Regions from separate parts of the Mus musculus genome. Here regions 1 and 3 are each linked to region 2. The links are chromatin contacts, called in public ChIA-PET and promoter capture Hi-C maps. All regions are on one chromosome and are shown on one strand. Each heading gives the region's core, a stretch centred on a gene start, on an enhancer-like site or on the middle of the called end of the contact. The rest is flanking DNA. Distances are from core to core; before and after follow the strand shown. Region 1 holds the start of Fyco1 (FYVE and coiled-coil domain containing 1). Region 2 holds the start of Azi2 (5-azacytidine induced gene 2). Region 3 holds the start of Mlh1 (mutL homolog 1).

Region 1 (4,006 bases), core at 831-3,330, 5.8 Mb before region 2:
CCTTTCCTTTGTACACGAAGATGAACATTTCATATATCTTACAATGTGTCGGTTAGAGATCCCTCGGGCACCTTACACTTCATCCTAGTTTATATCTCTGCCCATTAGCCAGGTGGGCTTGAAATTCCTTTTCTTCTAAAAGCCTCAATTTCATCTTTGAAGTTCAGAAATGAACCCTACCTATAGCACAGAGCTGTGTTGAGTTTTAAACATAACATTATATAGGCTTTTGGTTAGGGTATGACATATTAGGTTTTTAATATATACAATAATCTACTGCACAATATTTTGGTCAATGTTGGACCACATATCACTGTGCTCCCTTAAGACTAAATCATCTAGTGATGTCATAGTCATCTTAATTTATCTAACTATACTCCAGATGAATTGTCTATGAAATTCTCAAAATACATCATTGCCCTTAAATAACCCATGATTGCTTGAGACCTGTCTTCCTCTTCTCTGTAAATTTATTTGGGATCTAAGTTTCAAACAAGGGTGTTTGAAATCCCTTTTGTGGGAACAGGACTGAGGATGGGCATTTAGAGGCGACAGAGTCACGTGACAACTCCTGGTAAATAAAGCTCCAGAGATCAGTATCAGTGTGCAGATCTGCATTTATTGCCAAGCACATAAGCTTATATACAGTATTTGAGCCAATCCCAAGCCCCTAAATCCTTGGCCAAGCATAACTTACTACATCTCACCATATCCCAATAAAAGCTGTGACTGATGAGGTAACTCAGAGAGAAGGGGTGTGGCGAGCATTGTCACCTGTAGGGACTTTTGTGAAGACTCAGAAGCAGCCACTGTCTTGACCTTAGTTCCTTTTTGCTGTCTCACTGGTGTCCCGGGAGCCATCTTAGATCTGACACCATGTACAGCAGATCAGGACTCTGTGGCACAGTGCTCTCCACCCCACATATTCCTTCACAAGGTTGTCTTCCACATGCCTCACACTCTCAATCTTAACATCCCAAAGCTGTTCAGGCTGTAGTCAGAGCAAGTTTTTCTTAGTTCACTCTATTGATAAATCTTTATTTCTGATGTCATTTCCTCCCACTTCTTCCCTTTTTTTTGTTTTCCTTTGTTAACAGAAAGGGGAATCATTTCTCTTCGTGAGGTTTTTTTTATCCTCATCCACAAACTGACAACTCCATCAAGTTAATATGTTGTCTCATATACCTCCAGTATAAAATATGAAATTAACTTAAAAGATTTCTTTTCCTTCCTGTATGAATTTATCCTGAGAACCTGGAATGCTGAAGTCTGGCAGATGCCACTATTAGCTAAGTCCTGTAAGGTACACAAGCATTTCTAGCTAACATGATGAAAATAAGGCAGTGTGAGGAGCCAGCCAGAGCTAAGAAGCGAACCTAATCATGGGCTGACATTCCTATGTACTGTCCCCTGTCTTTAGCATGTTCATCCATACTGGACTTGGAATGCAGTGTTCTATTGCACCAGGCTTCAGGGTGCTTTGCAACTCAGCAACAAGCAAACACGGGACTGAGGAAGCTAAGCATGGTAGTTCTTTAGCACATATTTTCAAACACTGTTTTTTAAGTGTCTGTTAATGAGGGGGAAACAAAAACTGAGAACTTAGGTCCAGCAGTACATACTAAGTTCATTTTTTTTTAGCTTCATAAATAAAACGTAATAGTACAAAAATACTAATGAGATTATTCTCAGATTGTTTGGGGGGTTTCGGAATCGGGCACATTATTTTATATTTACAGCTCATGCACAGTTCAAAGCCAATCGGTCACAATGCATGAGCTTAACAACAGTAAACAGCACTCGTTCAGGATTCTACACACGACTTCCGGGTATCCGAAGCTTGTTCGAGTTTCAGGAAGTGACGTCTGCCGTGAGACATGCCGGGAGTCGTAGTTAGCGTCCACCGTCCAGTTGCACCCGATGGGAGTTGTAGGCCATCCGTGAAGCATGCCGGGAGTTGTAGGCCATCCGTGAAGCATGCCGGGAGTTGTAGGCCATCCGTGAAGCATGCCGGGAGTTGTAGGCCATCCGTGAAGCATGCCGGGAGTTGTAGGCCATCCGTGAGGCATGCCGGGAGTTGTAGTCCGCGCGCGCTCTGGGGCTACTGGGCGCTTCATGGCAGTCGGCTCTGTGCTCGCCTACTCTTCCGCTCGGCCCTAGAAAGTTTCGTTTCTGCCCAGCGGAGGACCCACGAGCGTGTAAGTGCCGCAGGCGCCCGGACAGGCATCGGGGACACTGGGGCCTTTCTGGACGTCGGCGCGGAAGCTTCGTGGGGGCGTGGGTCGTCCCCTCCCACACAGGGCGCCTCGGGAGAACCCTCTCTCCAGAGAGGTTAGCTCCAATACGCAGGCTGTCTGCGGGGTCGTAGAAAGACCCTCAACACTGTTCCAAGATCGGAGCCGGCAGAAGGGGGCCGCCCTGTGAGGCGGAGCTTCGGCAGCTCTCCCCGAACCCCTGGCACAGCAGCCAAACCCCGAAGTTCTCGCGGGCACTGGGACTTGATCCCCAGAAAGCCAAACCCTCCTCTCTGCAGGACTCCTGACGCCCCTTCGGTCCAGGAGACACAGTTTGTTCCTTTTGTATCTTCGCTGACCTGACCCGCTGCCCTTATGCTCAGATAGTTCAAGGGGGCTCTGCGGTCAAGTTTCTGGAAACACCTGTAGGACGACTGAATGTATCTGGTGTGGTAGCTTGTCCTGTTGGCACCCAGGCTTGGGCTGCGGATGGGGGGCAGGGCGGAGCGACATCCTATTTGCATAAAAGAAGAGAACATGTAGTTGACACTTAAGCCAAGTCAAGTAGCTTCCTATTAATGCTATGATTCTCTGTGTCACTCTGCAAAGTTCCCACGGCTGGGCTGTCTCCTGCAGAAAAAACAGCACTTGTTTCTTTCTGTCCCTATGATTGTTTGACTTAACACAGGTGGTTTCCTTTCCAGACAGAAATGGGGCAGAGGCTCAGGACTTAATCTACTTACAGCCTCTCTCAGCAATGGTGGTCTGAAGCAGGTTAATTCCTCTGCCATCTGCTTGCTGCTGTTGCTGGGTTGGGGGAAGGGAGCTGTGGGTTTCTACTTTTAGTTTTGCAACCTCCTGGCTGCCCCGACACTCTCGGTCTATGACAACCAGTTCTGCTGTGTTGAAATGCAGAATACTGATTATGGGCCAGGATTGTTATCCTGGAAATCAGCCCAGGGCTGACTGTCAGCCTCCTTTACCTAAAAGGATCTGAAAAAAACAAAAACAAAAACAAAAAAAACTATAGCTTTAGGAGACAGAATTTATCTGTTTGTTTAATGTTCATATTTGTGTATCACTTCTTGAAAATTGTTTATTTTATTAAGAAAATAGATAACGTATACAGAGTCCTGCAGTACCGTGTGTGTGTGTGTGTGTGTGTGTGTGTGTGTGTGTTCTTAATATTTTACTTTATTTTTGTAATTGGTTTAGAACTTGGAAATGGTCTCAGGTTCCTTTGCCCCTTAGCCAGCATGGCTAAGTGCCAAGTGTTTAGCCCAGTCCTTTGAAGTGAGATAAAAGACACCACTTGTAATAGCAAAATCATCAATAACAAACATCTGGTGGTCTTGTTTTATGTTAGTCCTTGAGGCTGGAGGCCTGCTGCCTCCAGAACACAGAGTACTCAAGAAGTGTCAGTCCTTAGTCCTAGCTTCCCTTTGCAGGGAATGGTTAGCTGACAGGTCACCTCTGATTTCTGGAGATTCCAAAAACAAGATAAAACTCAAGACTGGTGTAGCAGTGTGAGCTAGAGGAAGTGTGTTGACTACCTATGATCTCATGCCAGGAACCACTGGGAACCCAAGAGTTAGAGGCCACATTCACTACAAGCATCTCCCAGGCAGCAGAAAGGGTTATAACTAAGGTTTTTAACCTTAGAGGTACCTGTAAGCAGAGGCCAGTTGTTTGTGACCATGTTGACATCTGAGTGACTTTGTGTTCCTGCTTCTCTCTAACAGCATTTGAACCTTAATTTGAAGTTATTGTGG
Region 2 (3,719 bases), core at 653-3,152:
CGGCCAAGCAATCCAAGGGCAGCCTTCTTTCCACTCCTTATCTAAAATAATGTATTTCAATGCAACTAAACACCTACATAAATGCTGTTAATAATTATTTCCTGACAATAAAACAACTTCAATTCAGAATGTGGCATTAAAGTTATATTCATCCTATTCAGCTTTTTTTAAAAATCATATTATTTCCCTCAGTAAGCATGGCATGCTCTGGTACCATTACCGAAGCACTTCTGCTAGAGGCACTTATATGCTAGAAACTGTGCTCCCCCCCCCCCCCCTTTTTTTTTTCTTGAAGATGTCTCACTTTGTAGCACTGGCTAGACTGCAACTCAAGACTCCCCAGTGCTGGGATTATTAAAAAAGCATGTGCTACCACCCCCTGACTTGTTCTTAAGAATTCATTAAATCAATGTAAAAAAGCACTAAGATGGGTAAGCACTCTTCAATTTACAGATGAAGTAATTAAACATACAAATTAAGTTGTCAACTTCAGAGCCAGCCTAGCTCTTAGAAATTATAACTGGGTGCCTTGGAGGGTAAGCAAGCCCTGGACTTCAGAAAAGGGGGAAGGAGAAAGTCAGAGTAAGCAGCCTTCTCCTCAAGAGAGGAAGTGGAAAACTCGATGCTTACACATCTGGGCTATCCATCTAATCCACTGGCATTCCCACGACAGCAAGCTGCCTTTTAGACATCAATGAATCTCTCGCATTTACATGAAAACGTCCATTTACAAACCTAGAGCATTCAACACTCTGTAGCCATTCAGCGAATAATTCCAATTGTTTTCCATTTAAGACGATGGAGTGATCACTACAGACAGGGTAAGGAGAACATTTTTTGAGAACTAGAAATGAAACTGTTTTAAGATTTTGTTCAATCCAACTTAAAATTCAAACGGGGGTGGGGTGGCTCTTCTGTACTTAAGGATTAGAGGTCAATTTCAGTCTCAGTATGTCAATGTTTTTGATCATCACATGGTATTTCTGATTTCTAGTAGCTTCCATGGGTATTTTATCTCTCTTTCTGAGTATTCCGAGTTCCTTGCGAGGAGGACCACTGTTAGCCTGCCTTGCAACCCAGCCGGAAAACGGGACTGAAACATGCAAGTTAGACTGATGGTCACTCCCAGACGCCACCGGCACTACCCACGTCCCTCTTTCCCTCTCCGATATAAATGCCACCCCAGTGCAGGAAATAAAACTGAAAGCGTTCCCAGCGAGTCAAGAGCACGGACCGAACTTGAGCAATCCCCGAGCGGGAAGGCAAAAAAAAAAAAAAAAAAAAAAAAAAAAAGCCCGTGGAAGCGGGGCTGTGGGATGGCAGGGACCAGGGATGCTAGACTGGGCCGCTCTGAACAGCAGAAGGGCGCCGGGGACAGAAAGCGAAGTGCGTCTGGCCAGGCGACAGCCACCAGGCCCCTCCTGGCTGTCTCCACCGTCCGGGCGAGCGCGAGCGATCCACTCACCCTGAACCCTGGCTACGTAGGGCGGTCCCCAAGGCCACCGGGTTTCGCTTCCCCAGTGTTTGGAAGCCGGCTGAAAACAAACCGGGTCGCCAGGGGTCACCACGGGCTTCCGGTTTCCTCGAAGACGCCACCGCTTCCCCCGTCAAGGTGGCCGTCACAGGTGCACCGAGGGAGTCCCATGTCTTCCGCCGCGGCTCCCGCAGTCAGGGGCCCTGGAGGTCACAGAGGAACCGAGCAGGGGCGGCCCGGGGCCGCCGGAACAGGCCCGTTACCCAGCAGCACGCGCGTCAACTCCGGGGTCGCCGGCGCCCGCTGCCCCGCTCAGGGGCGGCGAGGCCTAGAGGGTTCTAGAAGGGTCTACGAACGCCCCGCCGCCCACAAAGGTGTCGCCGCTGCGCACAGGCTGGGTGCCAGCGCAGCGCGACGAAACCGGAAGCCGGACCTGAAGACTATATAGGGTGCCGCTAAGTGGCGCTCTAGCGGGGCGGGGCGTACTACAGGTCCCATGAGCCTCTGCGGTAGGGCAGAGGCGCACTACGAGTCCCGTGAGCCTCCGCGGCGGGGCGTACGTACTACCAGTCCCAGTGGTCCCCGCGGCGGGTGAGGTGTCGCGCCCAGCCGCGGGGAGGCGGAGTGGAGCTGAGACAGCGTCGCAGGCTGGCTGCTGTTGGGCTGAGGCGCGCGTTCAGGGCGCCCTCTAGCGCGTCCTTTCCACTCAGCGGCAACTGGGATTCCGTGAGGTGGGTCCGTGCTGCTCAGCTCAGAGGCGCCTGTCACCGTGGTGCTAACCCGAGAGCTGATGCGTGTCTGGGGCCCCTGGAATCCACGCAGGCCCCGTGTTTCGGGTCGCGTGGCGGTCTCCTTGGGTATCTTTTGAAGCAAGGTCGCTCACTGACTTCATGGGGGTTCCGGGATGCTCTTCTGTGTAGCAGGAGAAAAGGAGCCCATGGCCAACTCTTGACTTGTTCTGGCTCTTAGAGTTGTCTCCTCTCTCGGTTATTTCTAGGTGATAATCCTCCGGGTTTGTTTGTTTGTTTGTTTGTTTGTTTTTTGAGGCAGAGTCTTATGCATCCCAGAATGGCCACAAACACACTTGTTTCCACCACCGGGTGAAGAATTTTAGTCATCTATAATTCTCTCTGTCTGTAGTTTGTTAAATCTTCATATTTTTGTACGTTTGTTTTTTAATTTTAAATTTGCGGCAGGGCCTCAAGTAGCCCAGGCTACCCTCAAAGTCTTGAATTTTTTTTTCTCTGACCTCCTGCTTCTGACTCCAAGGTTTTGGGTTTATACATTACCAAGCAATGCGGTGCTGGAGGTTGAACCCGAAGCCTTGTGCATGCTAGAACATTGAACTGTATGGTGAGGCATAGACAAATTAATTGCAATCTTAGGGGGTCACAGACAGAAAAAGGAGCACAAGTTCTAGATTATTTCTGGTTAAGTAATGTGAGAGTCATAGTTATAGTTAATATTTATTTATTGACAACTAAGAACGCTCATGTTTCTTGGCACTATATTATTTTGTCAACTGAAAACTTAAATTCTGTCAGTGTTCTGTGGAAGGTTTTTGAGTATATAGTTTTTGCCTATGGGTAGATAATTTTTTCACTGGAGTATATTTGGTTTTGAACAATCAAAAAATATGGACCTTGATATAAGTTACGACTATGGCTCAGCTCTCTTAGGGGCAAATATTTATTTTTAGGGTTAGTACAGGTATTATTTTGATAATACCTTGTTTGAGCAATGAAAACCTTTTTGTTTTTCATTGTTTTTAATGTGTGTTATGCTTTGCTGGCATGTGTGTGTGTGTGTGTGTGTGTGTGTGCATGTGCATGTGCATGCAGTGCCCATGACAGCCAGAAGAGTTGTATTCCCTGGATCAAGAGTTGACAGAAGTTTTGAGCCTCCATGTAGGTGGTGAGAATTGAACCTAGGTCCTTTAGAAGAGCAGGCAGTGCCCTTAACCACTGAGCCTCTCTCTAGCCCAACTTTATTTTTTTAAAGTGTGGTATCTGAAGAATACTGTAGTGAAACAATAACAACATATTTTTAGAGGAATAAAGTTTTAAGTGAGTTTGTAGATTTAAATTGTATACTGAAATTTCACCATACCACTCTATAAATCATTTTTCTGTAGTTTATTCTATGTTGTAAGTACTGTATCCTTAACATAATTAAAGTGTCAGAATTGCTGAGTTGTAATAGCAGAGTTTTTTCATGTTAATACCATCTTCAATGGCATTTAATT
Region 3 (3,596 bases), core at 864-3,363, 6.8 Mb after region 2:
ACTCGAAACAGTGCTTGGAGATGCTCATCCGTCAGTGGCTGGCTCAATGTGTGCTGGTTTCGAGTTAAATATGCAAAAGCCTTATCACAGATCTGGTTACTATCAAATAAGGATGCCACCTTATAGGCAACCCCTTTGATAATTGGGTAAGCTTCACCAGACAGTCCTGCATAAAACTGTCCCAAGTCTTTGACTCTGTACTCATTCCACAGGTCAGTGTTGGCCTGAAGTTTTGTTAGCTCCACTCTTACAGAAATAGGCGCATATTCCGGTTTAAAGCTAAATGGATTTGAGAAAAGTTCTAAGTCCTTTTTAATGAACCTGAGGTCCTTAAAATGTCTCTCAAAATCTTTCTGTAGGCGGGAGATCACCATTTGATACCTGTCAGGATCAAATATTTTTTGATCTTCCTTAAACTGCTGTTTAAGTTCATCAACGATTATACTGAAGGCAGGAAAGTCTGTTAGATTTACTTCCTCCATATGTCTCTGAAGTGAACTCAGCTTACCCTCAAAGGTGCAGATGCGTTCAAAGGCAGCAGCAGCAAAGACTTTACTGATCTGCAGTTCTTCACTGATCTCTCGAAGATAGTCCATAATATCTACCAAGAAACCAAAATCACAAAGCCACTGCTTGTCTGAGAAATGAACTGTTGTTGCCCCCACTGAGACCAAGAACGCCTCGATTTCTTTTCTTAGTGAAAATATTAGTTTTAACGTTTTGCCTCTTCTCAGCCAGTTGTTCAAACACCGTCCGTTAACTCTTTCACCATGCTCTGACTCAGACTCAGTTAGTAGAGGCTGAAACTCCGGTCGCCTAACACCTCTGGTCTTAATCATAACTACCCATTCAGATATGGTATTTATGATCTGATTAATATCAACATCATAAGAACTCAACAGTTCCAAGTGAAGAAATCCCGAATAGTGGATTACGTTCCAACAGTTGGGACTCACGGCCTTCTCTCTCATGTAGGAGACCAGTCCGGAGTTCTCGCCGATCATCCTTAAAGTGTGGGTCGTGGTCAGTCCAACCATTCGCTGTAAGCTGAGCCCTGCTGTCTGCAGGGCTTCCAGAATTGCCGACATGAGAGCCCCAACACTGAAGTGATGAGTCAGGTTGATAATCGTCAGAAGATCTTCTTGCACCTCCAGGTCGCGGCCGACGCCACGGATGAAGACCAGCAGGTAGTTCTCATAGGCCACAAAAGCCTGGTCATCCAAAGCAAGGGAATAGGCCTTAAAGTCCCTGGCTCGGTTAAACAGCTGGCTGCGGAGGTTGCTGTCAATGCTCAGAATCCTCTGCCGTGTGATCTCTGGAGACAAGTCAATGCCTTCCAGGACGCCGACGTGATCCGGCAGCACCTCTCTCAGCAACACCTCCATGCACTGGTGTACGAAGTCACCCTCACCCCAGCCGCGACCCTTCAAGGCCAAGAAGCGGCAGAGGCCGAGGCCTGCCCGGGTCGCTCTCTCCTCCGGAGTGAGCACGGCGGCCAAAGACATGTCACCCTGCCGCAGACGCTCGACCAGGGCCGCGCGTTCCTCGTCCCCTACAAACCGCTCGTAGAATTCGTGCTCGGCCTCGTAGTGGCGCCTCACGTCGCGTTCCCGAGTAGAGGCGACCAGGCGGCGACACACCAGGCACAGGGCCCCGTCACCCTCCGCAGGCTCCACCACCAGGTATCGCTGGGTCCACTCGGGCCGGAACACCAGAGCCTCGTCGACTTCCATCCTAATCCTCTTGGGCGTCATCCACATTCTGCGGAGGCCACAGGAGAACGCCGAGCTCTGAGGCCGCAGCAAACGGGGAGGAGCCCGACGAACGCCAAGCACCCCCTGGGTTCTGCGCCAGATCACCCGAGCAGGGGTGCACCAGCCTCCGCCAGGGCACCTCCGTTCCTATTGGCTGGAGATTTCGTATTCCCTCAGCTCTCAGAAATGAGCCAATAGGAAGAGCGGACCGTGAACTTTGACGCGCAAGCGCGTTGCCTTCTAGCCTGGTGTCGGGCCGCTGTTTAGAGCGGGACAGAGATCCCAGGAACTGACGTGTAAAAGCGCTTGACTGGCATTCATGCTGCCCAATCAGCACTTGCCGCTGGGAAGACGGCGCAGGACTGCAGTCGGCCGAAGCTGAAGGAAGAACTTGAGCGTGAGGAGCTCGAGTGATTGGCTGACTGGGAACTCGGGCGCCAATATGGCGTTTGTAGCAGGAGTTATTCGGCGTCTGGACGAGACGGTAGTGAACCGCATAGCGGCGGGGGAAGTCATTCAGCGGCCGGCCAATGCTATCAAAGAGATGATAGAAAACTGGTACGGAGGGAGCGGAGCCGAGTTCCCCGACTGAGAGCCGGGGCGGGCCGACCCACCTGCTGCAGTCGGCCACCGTGCGGGGCACCGAGCACGGGGACCGTGGGGGCATCGGGCACAGGGACCCTGCGCGTGCCAGGCTGGTTTCCCATTATGCACACGGCCGAAGGTCCTCACGACTTGCGCGAGACCTGTTTGGGTCGCAAGTAGGGGAAGCACGCGTGGTATTGGTTTAATGGTATCTTCCTGGAGTATGCGGCTCGCCGCCACGTTACATACAACGAAGATGCGCGGCTGACGATGTGTGAATGTGTAAGGGTGGAAGAGAAACAGTCTTCAGAGTGTGCCATTTTAGGTTTATCATTCATTCCCGGAATAATCCCTACACATCCAAGGCACAGTTTCTTCTGAGTTTTATTCAGACGTATCAGGACATGGGGCTTTTTTTCTGACTCTCCTCTTGTCAAATTAGTGAGTGACCCTAGTCTGAGACTTAGACCTGCATCTGAGACTTAGACCCGTCAGGTTGTGGAGGGGAGAAGTTAAACGTGTACTGTTTAACCTTTAATAGGCACAGTGAATAGTATACCCCAAAGTAGACACACCACCAAATAAGTTCAAAAAGGACACTGTGTACATAAGGACTTTGTGTTAATATCAGTTGATGGTTGTGAAAGCCAAAGAAGACAAATGTTCAGAAGTGCACTGAAAAGACAAAGCATTCAGAACGATGACACTGAGATAAATGACCTCAGGCCCTCTTTGGGGTCCAAAGACCTTTATGCAGGAGTCACCTAAGACCATCGTGAAATTCTGATATTTACATTACAATTCAGAGCAATAGCAAAATTGCAGTTATGAAGTAGCAACAAAATAATTTTATAGTTAAGAGTCACCACAATGTAACAATGGGTCCCAGTTTTAAGAAGGTTGAGAACCACTGCCACAGGGAGGAAAGGAAACTGAAGAGATAACCAGAGGAAGGAGCAGGGAGCCCTCGGACATTTGATTTGGTGTCAATAGGCTGCCCTAGGATAGGTTTTGCTTTTACTGTGTTAGGATGACCTGGAGAACTTGTTCACTTAATTGTACTATGCCTGAATCACCTACAATAAAAAACTAAGCTTAAAAGTAGCATAGCAACGCATGCAAGCAGAGATTATGCACAGATCCTACTTAAATATTTAAGTCGAGGTTTTTGATACAGAGGTGCTAAGAAAAGTTTATTACTTAAGTAACTTACTGGCTTCTTGTTTTTAAAAAAGGCATTTTCCTGAGAGGAGTTGA

What was found. Promoter capture Hi-C pulls out the DNA fragments that hold promoters and counts their contacts. ChIA-PET counts read pairs in DNA pulled down with a chosen protein or histone mark.
Region 1: a Ronin ChIA-PET map of embryonic stem cells shows a contact between it and region 2, with 16 read pairs. The contact joins the promoter of Fyco1 here to the promoter of Azi2 in region 2. A contact is called at or near these places in 1 of 39 promoter capture datasets (cranial neural crest), 2 of 484 Hi-C or Micro-C datasets (both in liver) and 1 of 115 datasets of contacts at active chromatin or transcription factors (embryonic stem cells).
Region 3: a contact with region 2 is called in a promoter capture Hi-C map of pre-B cells, with 2.6 times the contacts expected there. The contact joins the promoter of Mlh1 here to the promoter of Azi2 in region 2. A contact is called at or near these places in 1 of 39 promoter capture datasets (pre-B cells) and 1 of 484 Hi-C or Micro-C datasets (rod photoreceptor).

The regions. Positions count from the first base shown.
Region 1 is chr9:123,849,973-123,853,978 of GRCm38.p6, reverse strand. Fyco1 (FYVE and coiled-coil domain containing 1) reads left to right here and starts at 2,080. Exons shown (of 18, transcript NM_001110253.2): 1 at 2,080-2,198. Xcr1 (chemokine (C motif) receptor 1) reads left to right here. Exons shown (of 2, transcript NM_011798.4): 2 at 1-1,664. It overlaps Gm51700 (a long non-coding RNA gene), which reads right to left. Exons shown (of 2, transcript XR_003948283.1): 1 at 2,978-4,006; 2 at 2,016-2,748.
Region 2 is chr9:118,038,705-118,042,423 of GRCm38.p6, reverse strand. Azi2 (5-azacytidine induced gene 2) reads right to left here and starts at 1,902. Exons shown (of 8, transcript NM_013727.4): 1 at 1,466-1,902. Zcwpw2 (zinc finger, CW type with PWWP domain 2) reads left to right here and starts at 1,565. Exons shown (of 9, transcript NM_001378466.1): 1 at 1,565-2,205.
Region 3 is chr9:111,270,125-111,273,720 of GRCm38.p6, reverse strand. Mlh1 (mutL homolog 1) reads left to right here and starts at 2,113. Exons shown (of 19, transcript NM_026810.2): 1 at 2,113-2,312. The coding sequence starts at 2,197. Epm2aip1 (EPM2A (laforin) interacting protein 1) reads right to left here and starts at 1,876. Exons shown (of 1, transcript NM_175266.4): 1 at 1-1,876. The coding sequence starts at 1,760.